Linked DNA regions of Sus scrofa: region 2 is linked to region 1. A link is a contact called in public Hi-C data. All regions are on one chromosome and are shown on one strand. Each heading gives the region's core, a stretch centred on a gene start, on an enhancer-like site or on the middle of the called end of the contact. The rest is flanking DNA. Distances are from core to core; before and after follow the strand shown. Region 1 overlaps WWP2 (NEDD4-like E3 ubiquitin-protein ligase WWP2). Region 2 overlaps WWP2 (NEDD4-like E3 ubiquitin-protein ligase WWP2).

Region 1 (6,719 bases), core at 3,251-5,750:
TGGGCTCTGCGGCCCCGGGGAAGTGGGGTGCAGCACAGCCCTCCAGGGGCACCCAGCTCACCTGGCGATGCCTCCATAGTCCAGGCCCTCCTCGCCGCGCATGATAATGTAGAGCCGGCGGCGCAGGTCGTAGGGCTTCATATTCATGATCTGGGGAGATAGAAGACTGAGCCAGCCTGCCACTCTCCAGTCCACGGCAGGCCGGGGGCAGGGGACGGGGGACTTCTAGGCCTGCTCTTCGGCAGATACCGGTCACCGTGGACCACGCCTTGAAAATTCTACTTCTATGGGCTTAAAAGGCCACATGACAGAAGACGGGTTGCAGGAGGGGGCCTTCTGCCGGCCCTCTGGTTTCAGACATGAAGATTATTCTCTAACCTGTTGGAAAGAATCCTCAAAAAGTGTCTGCCTGGAGACGCTGATCTTCACGTGGCTGGGGAGAGCATTTGACTGAAAAGAAAAGAGAAACAAACCTCCAGCTGGGGCCTTGGTGGCAAGTCTTCCGCCTGATCACCTGTCTGTCTGAATAGGCTTCCCCACCCACCCTGGGCCAAGAAGGAACAACTTGATGCCCTAGGAAAGGAAGCCGGCTTCCTGGAGATAATGTCACATAACCCCTTGGGTGAGATGAGTGACCGGCTCCCACCTAAGACACAGGCATTCCAGCGCCTGCTCCTGGGCTAGAAATTGGGCCGAAACTATAATTTCAGGGGTTGGGGGGTTGGGAGCCCTACTACCAGAACTCACGTGGCAGAGGAAGCGGAACTGGTGATACTTCCACCGGAAACTTCGGTCGTAGGCACCAGGGGAACCTTGCTTTGTCCTAGGAAGAGCAAAGATGCTCGGGAATCCATGGGGTTTCTCAAAAACATATCTTGTTAGCCCTAAGGAAAGCTGATGCCACGTTAATTTAAAGATGAGCGAAGTAGGCGTAAGAGAAAGGAAGTGACTGCCATTAAGACCATCTGCAGATTTGAAGATTCAAACGAAAAAAATAGAAACAAAGCCAGACCTCTTGCTTTTAGAGAAAGACCGCCAGTGTTATTCTGAACAAAGGAGCCCCTTCCCTCTCCCCACTCACACTGATTAAAGGGTGACATCAGGAGTTCCCATCCTGGCTCAGCAGAAGCAAATCTGACTAGCATGCGCAAGGATGCAGGTTCGATCCCTGGCCTCGCTCAGTGGGTTAAGGATCTGGCACTGCCGTGAGCTACAGTGTGGTCGCAGACGCAGCTCGGATATGGCACTGCTGTGGCTGTGGTGTAGGCTGGCATCTACAGCTCCAATGAGACCCCTAGCCTGGGAACCTCCATATGCCTCTGGTGTAGACCTAAAAAGACCAAAAAAAAAGTGTGACATCAAAGTTGGCCGCTAGAGGGCAGTGAGAACAGCTGGACCCGGCCTGAGCTAACAGAGCGGGGTATCACCTGTGCCAGGTCCTTACCCAGACTCAAACCCGGGGCGAGGATCCTTAAAGGTGGTGGTTCGGGTGTTGTGGTCCACGAAGTAACGCACCCCCTCGCTGGTGTACTTCATCTCCCACCCCGGAGGCAGAGCTGGCTCCTGGATCATCCTGGCAACATGGGAAGAGAGGGGTTGAAGGCAAATTTCACCTGCTGGGCCTCCAGGCTAAGGAGGCTGGGGTCCCACAGGGCTGCTTTATTTCTGCTTTTCCCAGGCCCTGCTGAGCCCTTGAAGGTGGGCCTTGAGCAAATGCACTTGGCAATGCCTGAACCCTGAGGACAGTTTTGCAGCAGAGAGAGGCCATCTATTGTCCCAAAGCCAAAGAACCAGCCCTGGGTGGATGGCCGTGGTCTGAGCATCTACCAACAATGCCAGGACACCAAGTACCCCTCTCCCAGACTAGCTTCTGGGAGGCTGGGAAGAACAGAGTTTTAGGATGAGGGGGAAGTTCTCGGCCCTTCTGAAATCACACAATCGGCAGCCTGCACAGCTGGTACAGAGACCAGCAACACCTGCCCACCAGGCCACTCTCTGTCCACAAGGAAGGTCAATTTAAGGTGCCACTCACAAGCTCTCACTGGGCAGACATCAGATCGTGAGGGTCTCGGGGCACCCGTGTGTGGCTAAGGGTCCCAGAACATCGGCCATGGAGGACGCATGCAGGCTCCTGGGCCAGGGCTAGAGCTGCACAGGGGCCCAGCTCAGACCTCTCCTGGTGTGAGTCCTTACCCCTGGGTCCGAGGATCCTCCCACTGGGTAGTGCGTGTGTTATGGTTCACGTAATACACCCGTCCATTGTCCTGTCTCTTCTCTGCCAGAGGAGAAGAAAGAAAAAAAAGGAAAAGACGCTCAGATTGAGACATCTTGAGCCCACATCCCTCTCCCCTCTGGCTCCCGCCTCCCGGCTGCTGGCTCTGAATGCCTGCTCCTGGTCCCAAGCTGTCAGAGAAGTTTAACCACCCAGAGCCTGGCTCTCATATCCGTCACTGGCAAAAAGGACAAGGAGCCCTTTCCTTTCTGGGGAGGAGGGATAGACACGTTTTCAACTCAAGATCAAGCACCGTCTTCGGTGGGTGGGTCTGCGGGAGAGAAGGGGGTGGTGTGGCAACACGAGGGGGGGCAGCCCAGCTGAACCCAGAGGCGTAATTGCAACCAGCTGTGTGCAAAGTGGAGGCACAGCCCAGCCTCCCCTCAACCCGGGTCCCCACCCCAGTCCATCGCTGCTGCTCTCTGGTCCTGCAACCGCTCCGCCCACTGGATGCAGTGACCCGGGTGCCTGTCTCACAGGCAGGGTCACTGTGGGGTGGCTGCATTTCCCCTCATGCCTCTCCGATCAGCGCTCTGCACCACCGGGCCTATGTCCCCTCCGGCTTAAAGGCAAAATTTTGTCCTAAAGCTCCCACATCCTAACAAAACCTCTATGCTGCTTATGCGCAAATCCACATCTGGGGTTGTAGGCACGCACAATGCCATCTCGGCCTTACACCTAAGTGCGTGCTTCGAGACGGGGCAGCGTTTGGGAGCTCAGACACAGCTCTGATCTCCTCGGGACAGTATCTACCTCTAGCCCCAATGGACTCACGATGGCTCTGGGTTGTTCGAGGGAGAGAAGTCTGGGCGGGCTGGGGGCAGACTCAACTCTAGCTGGTGATTCTGGCCTTTGAAGGGATTGAAAAGAGAGCCCACCAGCTCCAGGCGGATGGCAGATAAGACTCAGGGCAAGACAACCACCGCACGCGTGGCTGCTCTTCCTAGCTCAAAGCTCCTGAGCCCTCCAACCTGTTTCTGTCTTGAAGACAAACAAAGCTAATGGCCCTCTCTATTTTATGATAACGGGGAGAAATTGAAGAAATAAAAATAACCAGTTCCAGAAGCTATGGGGAAATCAAAAGCAGAAAAAGACACAGAACTGGGGGGCCCAGCCCCCTCGCCTCACGTATCAAGCTGCCACGTGCCCCGTATCAACCCAGGGTCCCGTCTCTCTCTGCCTTACCTGGTATCCATTTCTTAATGGAAATTTCAAATACACAGACAAAAGGAAAGAAAGAAAAGGTATTGGCCCAGAGCCACTACCACCCCACGACAGCCTGGGGGACCACCCCACAGAAGACAGGCTTCCCGAGGAGGTCCTGGGGGAGGGAGGAGCCGCTCCCAGCCCAGGAGCTTCTGCTTTGAACTAGATCCTCTGCACGTGCTCAGCCAAGGACCAAAGCCAAGGCCAACTGCCAAGCTGGGGGATCTGTCCAGCCGGCCCGGGGCCCTTGTTGCTGCGTGGGGGCCTTCCATGGCCCACTGCGTGGGGGCCTTCCATGGCCCTGGTCGCTGCACACAAGGTGGTAGTTTGGGGGTGGGGAAAGTCCTCAGGTGTCATCTAGCTCGACCTGATTTAGGAAGAAATGGACTGGGAAGCATTCAGTCACTTGCCCGGGGTCAGAGCGGCTGAGGAGACACGGACCTAAACCTGAGGTGTCCTGGCCCCTGGGTGGGGGCTCGGAGAGAATGTAGGGTCTCCCTAGGGGAGCAGAAAGGGAACCCAGGACAGCAAAGGAGAACACAGGAGACTTAGCAGCAGGCTCAATTGCTAAACACAATTCTCCTTTGGTTTTGCTGCTTTTTCTGTTCACTCTTAACTCTCCCAGGGGAGGTGGCCCTGCCACAGCCCTGGGGAAACCAACAAAAAGCCCAGAGGATTTGATGAGGAAGGTTCCCTGGCCCTCAGCCAGAAGTTCTTTTTCTCTCAGTTTCATACCATTATCATCTGGTCTGCTTTCTGGATGATTTGCTAAGAGCACGGACTCCAACCAGGGCCCTTAGCCCCGTCTCATATTTCACACTTGGCTTCTAGGAGCTGTTTTCGAGACCCTAGAGCTGCTCTGACTTGGTGAGCAGCATTTAGGAGAAGTGCTACGGAAATCAATCACTTGACTCCACAGATCCAGGGACGACTCTGGGTCCCCTGCTCTAGGTCACAGTGTCTACTGGCTGCCAGATGGCCTTTCAGATTCTTATTTTATCTGATGCGCCTTCCCCTGCCCAGCCAGAGGTCCTACCTTTGACCCTCGCACTTCTGACTGGCTGCGATCTCTGAGATAACAGTGAACAATGACCTTTCATCCATTCAGGGAGCCAGGTGGATCATCCATCTGCTAAAAATCACGAACTGTGTCGGGGCTTCCATAACGGATACGCTCCACGAGAAAGACTAGGCAGTCTTGCCAGCGCCCAGGAATGCAATGGGAATTGACAAGTGATACCCTGCGGGTCCAAGGGGATGGATGCAACCTTATAAAATACTAGCAGGGAGTAGTCGTGTTGGCAGTGAGAGGAACCAGCTCAAAAGCTGCACTTCTCCGGGCAATGCTCATGCTCTCATTGTCTGCTTCTTCATCGTGGTTGGGGAGCACACACCGCCCCTGCCAAGCCCAATTTAATACCATCTGTGGAGACCACCGAACGCACTGTCCTCTGTGGGCCTAACAAATAAATTACACCAGGCACAGCCTGGTGCATGTAAAACTGATTCCAGGGACAGGCACTGGACATATGGACCAAAACCCTGACTCAGTGTGCTGAGTCCCGCCATCTCTTGTGACCCCTTTTTTGCACGGCCACTCCTTCCGAGAACAGCCACGAGGCCCACCATCTCTCCCAAGGCACAGATGGCCGTCCCTCTAGCCCATCACTGGCAAATTACACCCAGGACCTGGTACCCTCCAGTGAGCAGGGGAGGCCGGCACGGCACTCTTAACTGGCACTTTCAACCTGCCACCAGCCAGAGCTCAACTCTCTCATCTGCTTCCCTCTGGTCCCTTTCGTAGTCTATATGCCTGCGAGTCAAAATAAGGCTGAAGTCCTCCAACATCTCAGCTGCAAAGAAAGCTTTGGTAAGGTTGCTTTCCATGGCCACAGACCTGAAACAAATGCATCTGGGCATCAGCCCGTGTCAGAGTGCCTTAATCAACTCGGATGGATTCTTGAGGCGACACCTTGAAAGTCAGCACCACTACCCAAGAGCCCCACGGCTGCTCGGGGCTTCCTTTCGTGAGGTCACCCTCCGGCAGCTAAGGTGGTGAGTGCTACAGGGGCGCCAAGGGACTCGGCTGCTCTTCCAACCTTCCTTCCAGCTGCAGCTCCTGCAACTGCTCCAGCTAGGCGTCCCCAGAGGGGGTGCCCGAGAGAACCCAGGCGGGAAACCGAGGCATGGAAGCAAGGAAGATGCCCAGGGAAAGAGGACAGAGCGCAGTGGAGCATCAGCGGACACGGCTGGGGGCACAGGAGGAGAACTCGGTACTTACCCCAGCCAGGAGGGAGGGGGCCCAGTGGGTCATGGTCAGTGGAAGCACTCGAAGACTAAACACAAGAAACACAGCAGAACACAAGATGTTTAAAAAATGAAAATAAAAAGCCGCTGGTTAAAAATCACTCAAGTGATCAAAATATAAATGCCAAGGGCTGGTTTCCACATTTGAGCACTTGGTGGAGCACAGGGTGGGGGCCTTAGGTGACACGAGCTCCTCTCAGACGTCTTGTCTTCTCGGAAAAAGAAAAACCCGAAAAAGGGCCCTGCACGCGGAGGGGAGCTTTGGAGGGTGGAGCGAGGGGGAGGAGAGGTGCACAGGGGAAGGTGGGCCCGGGGCTGGCGAGGCTGGCGAGGCAGGGAGCCGGCCCAGGCGGGGCAGGAGGGCCGGAGCGGGGCTGCCCGGCGGGCTGGGCCCAGGGCCTCTGCTCAGCTCCCGCTCAGGCGGCCAAGGCGACTGAAATCACCACCACCTCCAACTTTCTCCAAGAACCACACACGGGAGGGGAAAAAATATCGCAGGCCTTTCCAATGAAATCATTCCCACAAGCCCTGCCCACGCCCAGAGCTTCCTGGCCGGGGGCTGGGCCTCCTCCCGCCACCTCCCGCCTGGGTGCCGGGGAGAGGGAGCCGCCGGCAGGCCGGGGTGTGCGACAGACTGAGGGCACATTCAGGCCCAGGCCCCTCACCTCCCCCAGGAATGTTTTGCTTCCCTTCACAAAAGCACCTTTATTCTCCTCCGGCCTCAACCTGAAGTCGCTCAGTGTTCCCGGTGTGCCTGTCTGGGGAGGTGGGGCTGGGGGCGAGGGGGCGAGAAGGGGAGCCGGCAGAGAAGGGAGGCCTGACTCCAGGCCTTCGGGGTCACTGTTTACATGAGGGCCCCCACCCGCAGCCCAATGCTGCTGCCAGGTCCCCGGGGCAGGGCTGCCCGGGGGCCGAGGGTTCTCACATCCTGAGG
Region 2 (6,311 bases), core at 3,672-6,171, 97 kb after region 1:
CACCCATCCCCGTTCCAGGCCCATCCCACCATGCTAAGAAAATGCCCTATAGAAAGGAAGGAAATTTCCTCTTGCACAAAACTCTGATGGAACACTGACAATTCATACAGTAAAAAGAAAAAAGAAAAGAGAGGGGAAAAGTGTCTTGACCACCTGCTATAGGTTAAAATGCAAAAAAAGGTCATGACACACCGCTAGAAAAAGAAAAAGAGGGACGGCCTCAGCCGGCATTCGTGTGTTGAGAGGTAGAATGAACCTTTGCTCAAACACACGTTCCCACGGAGTGGACCGATCTCCAAAGCCAGTAGTTTTACAGAACACTCTAGAGGTGGCCTTAAACCCCAGGTTACACTGAGGCGGCCACGTACAGGGGAAGGCCTTCCTGACAGAAAGCTTTTCTTCTTTCTCCCAGTGAGGGCTCACAAGGCAGCCTCTCAGCCGGTGACACAGAGAGCAGGTCTGTTTTAACGTTCGCTTGCAGGGGCCTGTGTGTTTACTTTTGAGACTCCCAACTAAAAGGACCTTTTCTTTTGAACAGCTCTCTGCCGACACCGAAGCTGAGACCGTGGGTCCGGCTGGAGCTACGAGGAGCTGGGGGCGTGGGGTCGGGGAGGGGGTGGCTTTTGGCTGCTTCGGGAATTCCTTGAGGTCTGGCTTGGCCGGGTCTGCCCGAGGTGCACAAGGACGGAAAGCAACACACAGAGAGCTTTTCAGAGGCTGTTAAAGACAGTTTTAAACCCGACGCCTGGCGTCTGGGGCCCATCAGGGAAACAGTCATGGATGGAACTGCAACCGGATTGAGGCAAAGCGAAACAAGCGTGTGCATTTGCAGGCTGGGGATGGACGCAGGCCCAGGTGTCCCCAGAGAGGGCATCCAGCACCATCCTGGTCCTGCCTCTGCCTCAGAGGTCAGACACGACACTGGCCACAAACACCTCAATCAGGAATTCCCTTCGTGGCTCAGTGGTCACGAACCCGACTAGGATCCATGAGGATGCAACCCAATCCCTGGCCTTGTTCAGTGGGTTAAGGATCCAGCATTGCCAGGAGCTGTGGCGTAGGTCGCAGATGCAGTTCAGATCCTGCATTGCTGTGACTATGGTGTAGGGCGGCAGCTATAGCTCTGATTAGACCCCTGGCCTGGGAAGTTCCATATGCCATGGGTGAAGCCCTGAAAAGACAAAAAAGCAAAACCCTAAATCACACAAAATGATGCAGGCAGGACACACTGACCAGATGTGGGTTAGAGGAGGAAAAGTAATGGCAAAGGTTTTTGGTTTTTTTTTTTTCTTTTCTTTTTTGCTTTTTAGGGCCGCACCTGCAGCATATGGAGGTTCCCAGGCTAGGGGTCTAATCAGAGCTACAGCTGCCGCCCTACCCCACAATCACAGCAACGCCAGATCCGAGCCGTGTCTATGACCTACACCCAGCTCACGGCAACGCCAGATCCTTAACCCGCTGAGCGAGGCCAGGGATAGAACCCAAACCTCATGGTTCCTAGTCGGATTCACTTCCGCTGAGCTACAACGGGAACTCCAGGACTCCAAGATTTTTTAGCCCGAGCAACACCGAATTGCCACTGCCTGAGATGGAAGAAGCCATGGGAAAGCAGGCAGCTCAGCTTTTAACGTGTTCATCCGAGGATGCTAATCGGGCAGCTTCAAACACCACCGCTGGTTGCCCAGGGCAAGGCCCAGGTGTGAGTCACAGGGGAACAGACCAAATTTAAAGCCCAGGAGGCTGATGAGGCCATGACAAGAAGAGGTGTAAATTAACAAGTGGATGTAGGACTAAGCCATCTCGAGGCATCACAATGTTTCTAGAGTGGTGAGGAGGACACCGGCAAAGGAGACTGGAAAAGAGTGACCAGAAGGAAAGACAGACGACCAAGTGGAAAGAGAGCATCAAGGAGGAAGGATGGATTCTCTGCATCCAGTTTTCAAGGCAAGGAGCTGGGGATGAGAACTGACCACTGGAGTGAGCCGCAGGGCGGCGGCTGAAGAACATGCACAGCACTGGCGAGGGAGTTCCTGTCGCAGCGCACGGGAAACAAATCCAACTAGGAACCATGAGGTTGTGGGTTCCAGCCCTGGTCTCGCTCAGTGGGTTAAGGATCTGGCGTGGCTGTGGCTGTGGTGTAGGCTGGCCACTGTAGCTCCAATTTAATTCTTAGCCTGGGAACCTCCTTATGCCTTGGGTGCGGCCCTAAAAAGCAAAAAAAAAAAAAAAAAAAAAAAAAAAAAGCAGCAGCAGCAGAAGAAAAAGGGAGAAGGAGATAGAAAAGAGATGCAAGTTAACAGATTAATCACTTTTCCAAGCCAAACAGACTGGCAGAGGTTAAAAAGACTGGCAACACCCAGCACAACTGAGATTAAACGAAACAGGGCCATGTGCCACGTGCGCACACACTGTGGGAGTGTGAATTCAGTCTTTGCAACAGACCCAGGCCACAGGCATCACAAAACCTGAAACGTGCCTGCCTTCTGACCCAGTGATGCATGCCTAGGAATTTACTACCCTAAGAAAAAAAAAAAGACAAGAGAACAAAGATATCTTTACAAGAATTTACCGAAAACTCTTGCTTATAGTAGTAAAGGAATAGCAACAGCCAACAATAAAAGACTGGTTAAACTATGGTGTATTCATACCCAAAAAATGCTATTGGAGCCATTAAAAGGATCTAGTTTCATTGTGGTGGAAAGACTGGGTGGAAAAAAAAGCAACTTATAAAGCAATACATACAGCGAGTTCCTAGTTTGGGAAAAAAGCTATACACGCACATATACATGACTGTATTATATACATATGATTGACATACACCCCAAAAGCTGAGGGGATATATACCAAAATATTAACAGGGTTAGCTCTGAATAAAAAAATTTCCACATATCTTCTCAATTCTGCTGTGAGACTAAAACTGCTCTAAAAAATTCTTTAAAAAATACAAACACTCAATGGAGTTCATAACAACAGAACAAGATTTGCAAGCATTGTGGGGGGAAAAAAAAGAATTTCCAGTGATCTTTCCCTAACAAGACAAAAAAAAAAAAAAAAAAAAAAAAGAATTTCCCATGATTTTTAACCTCCTTCGTTGAAAGGCAATATATGCAGAGAGTGCAGGCAAAGGCTCTTGAGACAAAAAGGCCTGGGTCAAATCCCAACTCTGCCTCCACCTACTATGCGACCTTGGGCAAGTTACAGCATGTCTGCCTGTTTCCTCCTCAAAGGAGATGGCAGTACCACCTACCTCATGGGTATGAGGAGGATTAAATGAGAAGGAAAAAATATATATATATCTATATATACACACACATATATATTAAGACTTCATACCTGGCACATACTAAGCGGTCACAATGTTTTTGTCTTTTTTTTCAACAAGCACGAAAGAATAAAAATCCAAAAAATAATGATAACATTTTCAGTTTTAGGTTTATGCTTCCTTTATAATCACAAAAAAGTATTAATAGTCCCCTCATTGCCCCCATATCCAGAGGTTCCACATCCAGATTCACCCAAATGGGGATCAAAAATATTCAGAAAAAGGAGTTTCCACCATGGTGCAGTGGAAACAAGTCTGATTAGGAACCATGAGGTTGTGGGTTCAATCCCTGGCCTTGATCAGTGGGTTAGGGATCCGGCATTGCCCTGAGCTGTGTGTAGGTTACAGATGAGGCTCAGATCCTGCATTGCTGTGGCTCTAACATAGGCCAGTGGCTACAGCTCCGATTCACCTGAGAACCTCCATATGCCATGGTGCAGCCCTAAAAAAACAAAAACAAAAACAAAAAAATCAGAAAAAAAGAAAATTCCAGGGAGTTCCCTGGTGGCCTAGGAGTTAGGGATATGGCACTGTCACCACTGTGGTTCATGTTTGATCCTTACCTTGGGAACTTACACATGAGGGAAAAAAAAAAATTTCAGAAAGTTCCCAAAAGCCAACCTTGAATTTACTGTGCTCCAACAACAATTCACAAAGCACTTACATTGTATGAGGTATTATAAGTAATTTAGAGATGATTTAACAGATACGAGGTATGTGCATAGGTTATATGCAAATATAACACTATTTCACATAAGGGACTTGAGCATCTTTGGCCTGTGGTATTGGGGCAGGCCCCACAGATACCAAGGAACAATTATAATACTTTCAATTTTGGGGAGCTTCCATCTTGGCTCAGTGGCTATGAACCCGACTAGGAACCATGAGGTTGCGGGTTTGATCCCTGGCCTTGCTCAGTGGGTTAAGGATCCGGCGTTGCCGTGAGCTGTAGTATAAGTCCCAAATGCAGCTCCAATCCCACATTGTTGTGGCTATGGTGTAGGCTGGGGGCTGCAGCTTCAATTCAACCCCTAGCCTGGGAATCGCCATATGCCACGGGTGTGATTCTAAAAAGACAAAAAAAATATATACATATTTTCACTTTTGGGAGCAAGAGAGAATTTCTCAGAAACTTTCTGTGAGCCTTCCATGAGACTGAAATAACTAGGTCTTAGTGGCTGACCAGGTTCATAAACGTAACCTCTTGGCTCTGCAGGACTGGCTTGGCCATTCCTCCCATCAGGCCTCATCAAGGCACTGGAGTTTGCAGCTATGTTCTAAAGAACAGCTCCCTACCAGTCCATAGCACTGTCACGTACTTCCTTTTCGCTTCCATCTCTTGCCTGCCTCCCCCTCAGCTGAAGAAGCAGTGAATACTTTTTCAAACTTAAAACTGTTTTCAAGTGAGGAGCAACGTTTTAAAATTTTCTCTCGTCTCCCCCTGACTCACGTTCCAAGGATCAGTGGTTTTATTTACCTTTCAGTGGAAAAACTGGAAAAACAGCGCTGTGTTTACTTTAAAATCAATGCATGCACTGTGTGTCAGGCCTGCCTCCTTGAGCCACACACGGCCCACACACCAGAGCACACCATCCTCGCAGAGAAGGAGGGAGGGAGGGCTCGTGACTGGCCTATCTGTTCTCGGAACGTAAAGTGCAGTAACAACCCTCTGCTTAGAAGATTTTTAAATAAATAGGAAGCTGTTTGCTTTTTTTTCTCTGCTTTTTTTTTTTTTTTTTTTTTTTCAGTCTGGAGACACACATGTGGAAAGAAAACAGACCTACATAGAAAATGAAGAGCTTAAGCAAAGAGTTTTTCAAAGGTACTTCATTCCTTGCAGTGGTTTGGGTACAGTGATTCTCAAACCACCTCCTGTGCCTGCAGAACTGAGGAAATGAGTGAATTGATGGATGATGGGAAGAGGCAGGGCTCTTAGGAAAGCAGGAGTATCAGCAAGAACCCTGCGGGGCTGAATTAGAACCGGAGGTTTCAGTACAAATTCATCATGTTTAATACAAGACAAAGGAGTAGATATTTACATGTCTGTGTGCACTGGGGTTTTTTTGTTAGTTTGGGGGGGTTTTGTTTTTGTTTTTTGCTTTTTAGGGCCACACCCGCTGCATGTGGAGGGTCCCAGGCTAAGGGTCAAATCAGAGCTACAGCTGCCAGCCTACACCACAGCCACAGCAACGCCAGATCCAAGCTACACCTGCGACCTACACCACAGCTCACAGCAACGCCGGATCCTTAACCCACTGAGCCAGGCCACGGATCAAACCCGCAACCTCATGGTTCCTAGTAGGACTCATTTCTGCTGTGCCACAATGTGAACTCTGGCTTTTTGGTTTTTGTTTTTTTAAATTCTTCCCCTTTTTTGGCTGCCCCAGGCCACAGTGAGTTCCCAGGCCAGGGATCAGATCCGAGCCTCAGTTGTGACATACACCACAACTTCATCAACGCTGGATCCTTAACCCCACTGTGCCCAGCCAGGAATCAAACCTGTGTCCTGGCACTGCAGAGATGTTGCCGATCTGGTTGAGCCACAATGGGAACTCCAGAACGTTAGGTTTCTTGATTTGGTTAATTATACAGTACTTCAGTAAGAAAATACCCTTCTTCTTAGGAAACAGACACTTAACTATTTAGGGATAAAGAAGTACAAGATTTGTCATTTTAAATGACTCAGCAAATCATTATATGTGTATATACAGATGGAGACGATGTTATGGCCAATGCACCAAAATATCAACAGTTGGGTGAAGGGTAGAGGGGTATTCTTGGTCCTATGCTTGTAACCTGTCTCTGAGTTTGAAATTTTTTATTTTTATTTTTTTCTTGTCTTTTGAGAGCCTCACCCATGGCTTGTGGGAGTTCCCAGGCTAGGGGTCAAATCGGAGCTAAACTGCTGGCCGACGCCACAGCCACAGCCACAGCCATGCCAGTTGCGAGCCATGTTTGTGACCTACACCACAGGCTCACGGCAACGTCG

Evidence for each region. A called contact is a pair of places that touch in the nucleus more often than the background predicts.
Region 2: a contact with region 1 is called in a Hi-C map of fetal liver, with 2.2 times the contacts expected there. The contact joins two enhancer-like sites. A contact is called at or near these places in 12 of 47 Hi-C or Micro-C datasets (brain, embryonic fibroblasts, fetal heart ventricle and 5 more) and 1 of 2 datasets of contacts at active chromatin or transcription factors (skeletal muscle).

The regions. Positions count from the first base shown.
Region 1 is chr6:17,078,416-17,085,134 of Sscrofa11.1, forward strand. WWP2 (NEDD4-like E3 ubiquitin-protein ligase WWP2) reads right to left here. Exons shown (of 24, transcript XM_021093861.1): 11 at 5,760-5,814; 12 at 2,194-2,275; 13 at 1,445-1,573; 14 at 748-823; 15 at 379-450; 16 at 62-150. Among named protein-coding and RNA genes, the nearest start is that of MIR140, 4.2 kb to the left of the region's middle. Within about 2 kb of position 4,501, at least 18 of the 83 cell types and tissues checked have an H3K27ac peak or open chromatin away from gene starts, as enhancers often do. A contact at or near this core is called in fetal liver and liver, where this site is marked.
Region 2 is chr6:17,175,125-17,181,435 of Sscrofa11.1, forward strand. All of the region lies in intron 4 of WWP2 (NEDD4-like E3 ubiquitin-protein ligase WWP2), which reads right to left. Among named protein-coding and RNA genes, the nearest start is that of WWP2, 50 kb to the right of the region's middle. Within about 2 kb of position 4,922, at least 15 of the 83 cell types and tissues checked have an H3K27ac peak or open chromatin away from gene starts, as enhancers often do. A contact at or near this core is called in fetal liver and liver, where this site is marked.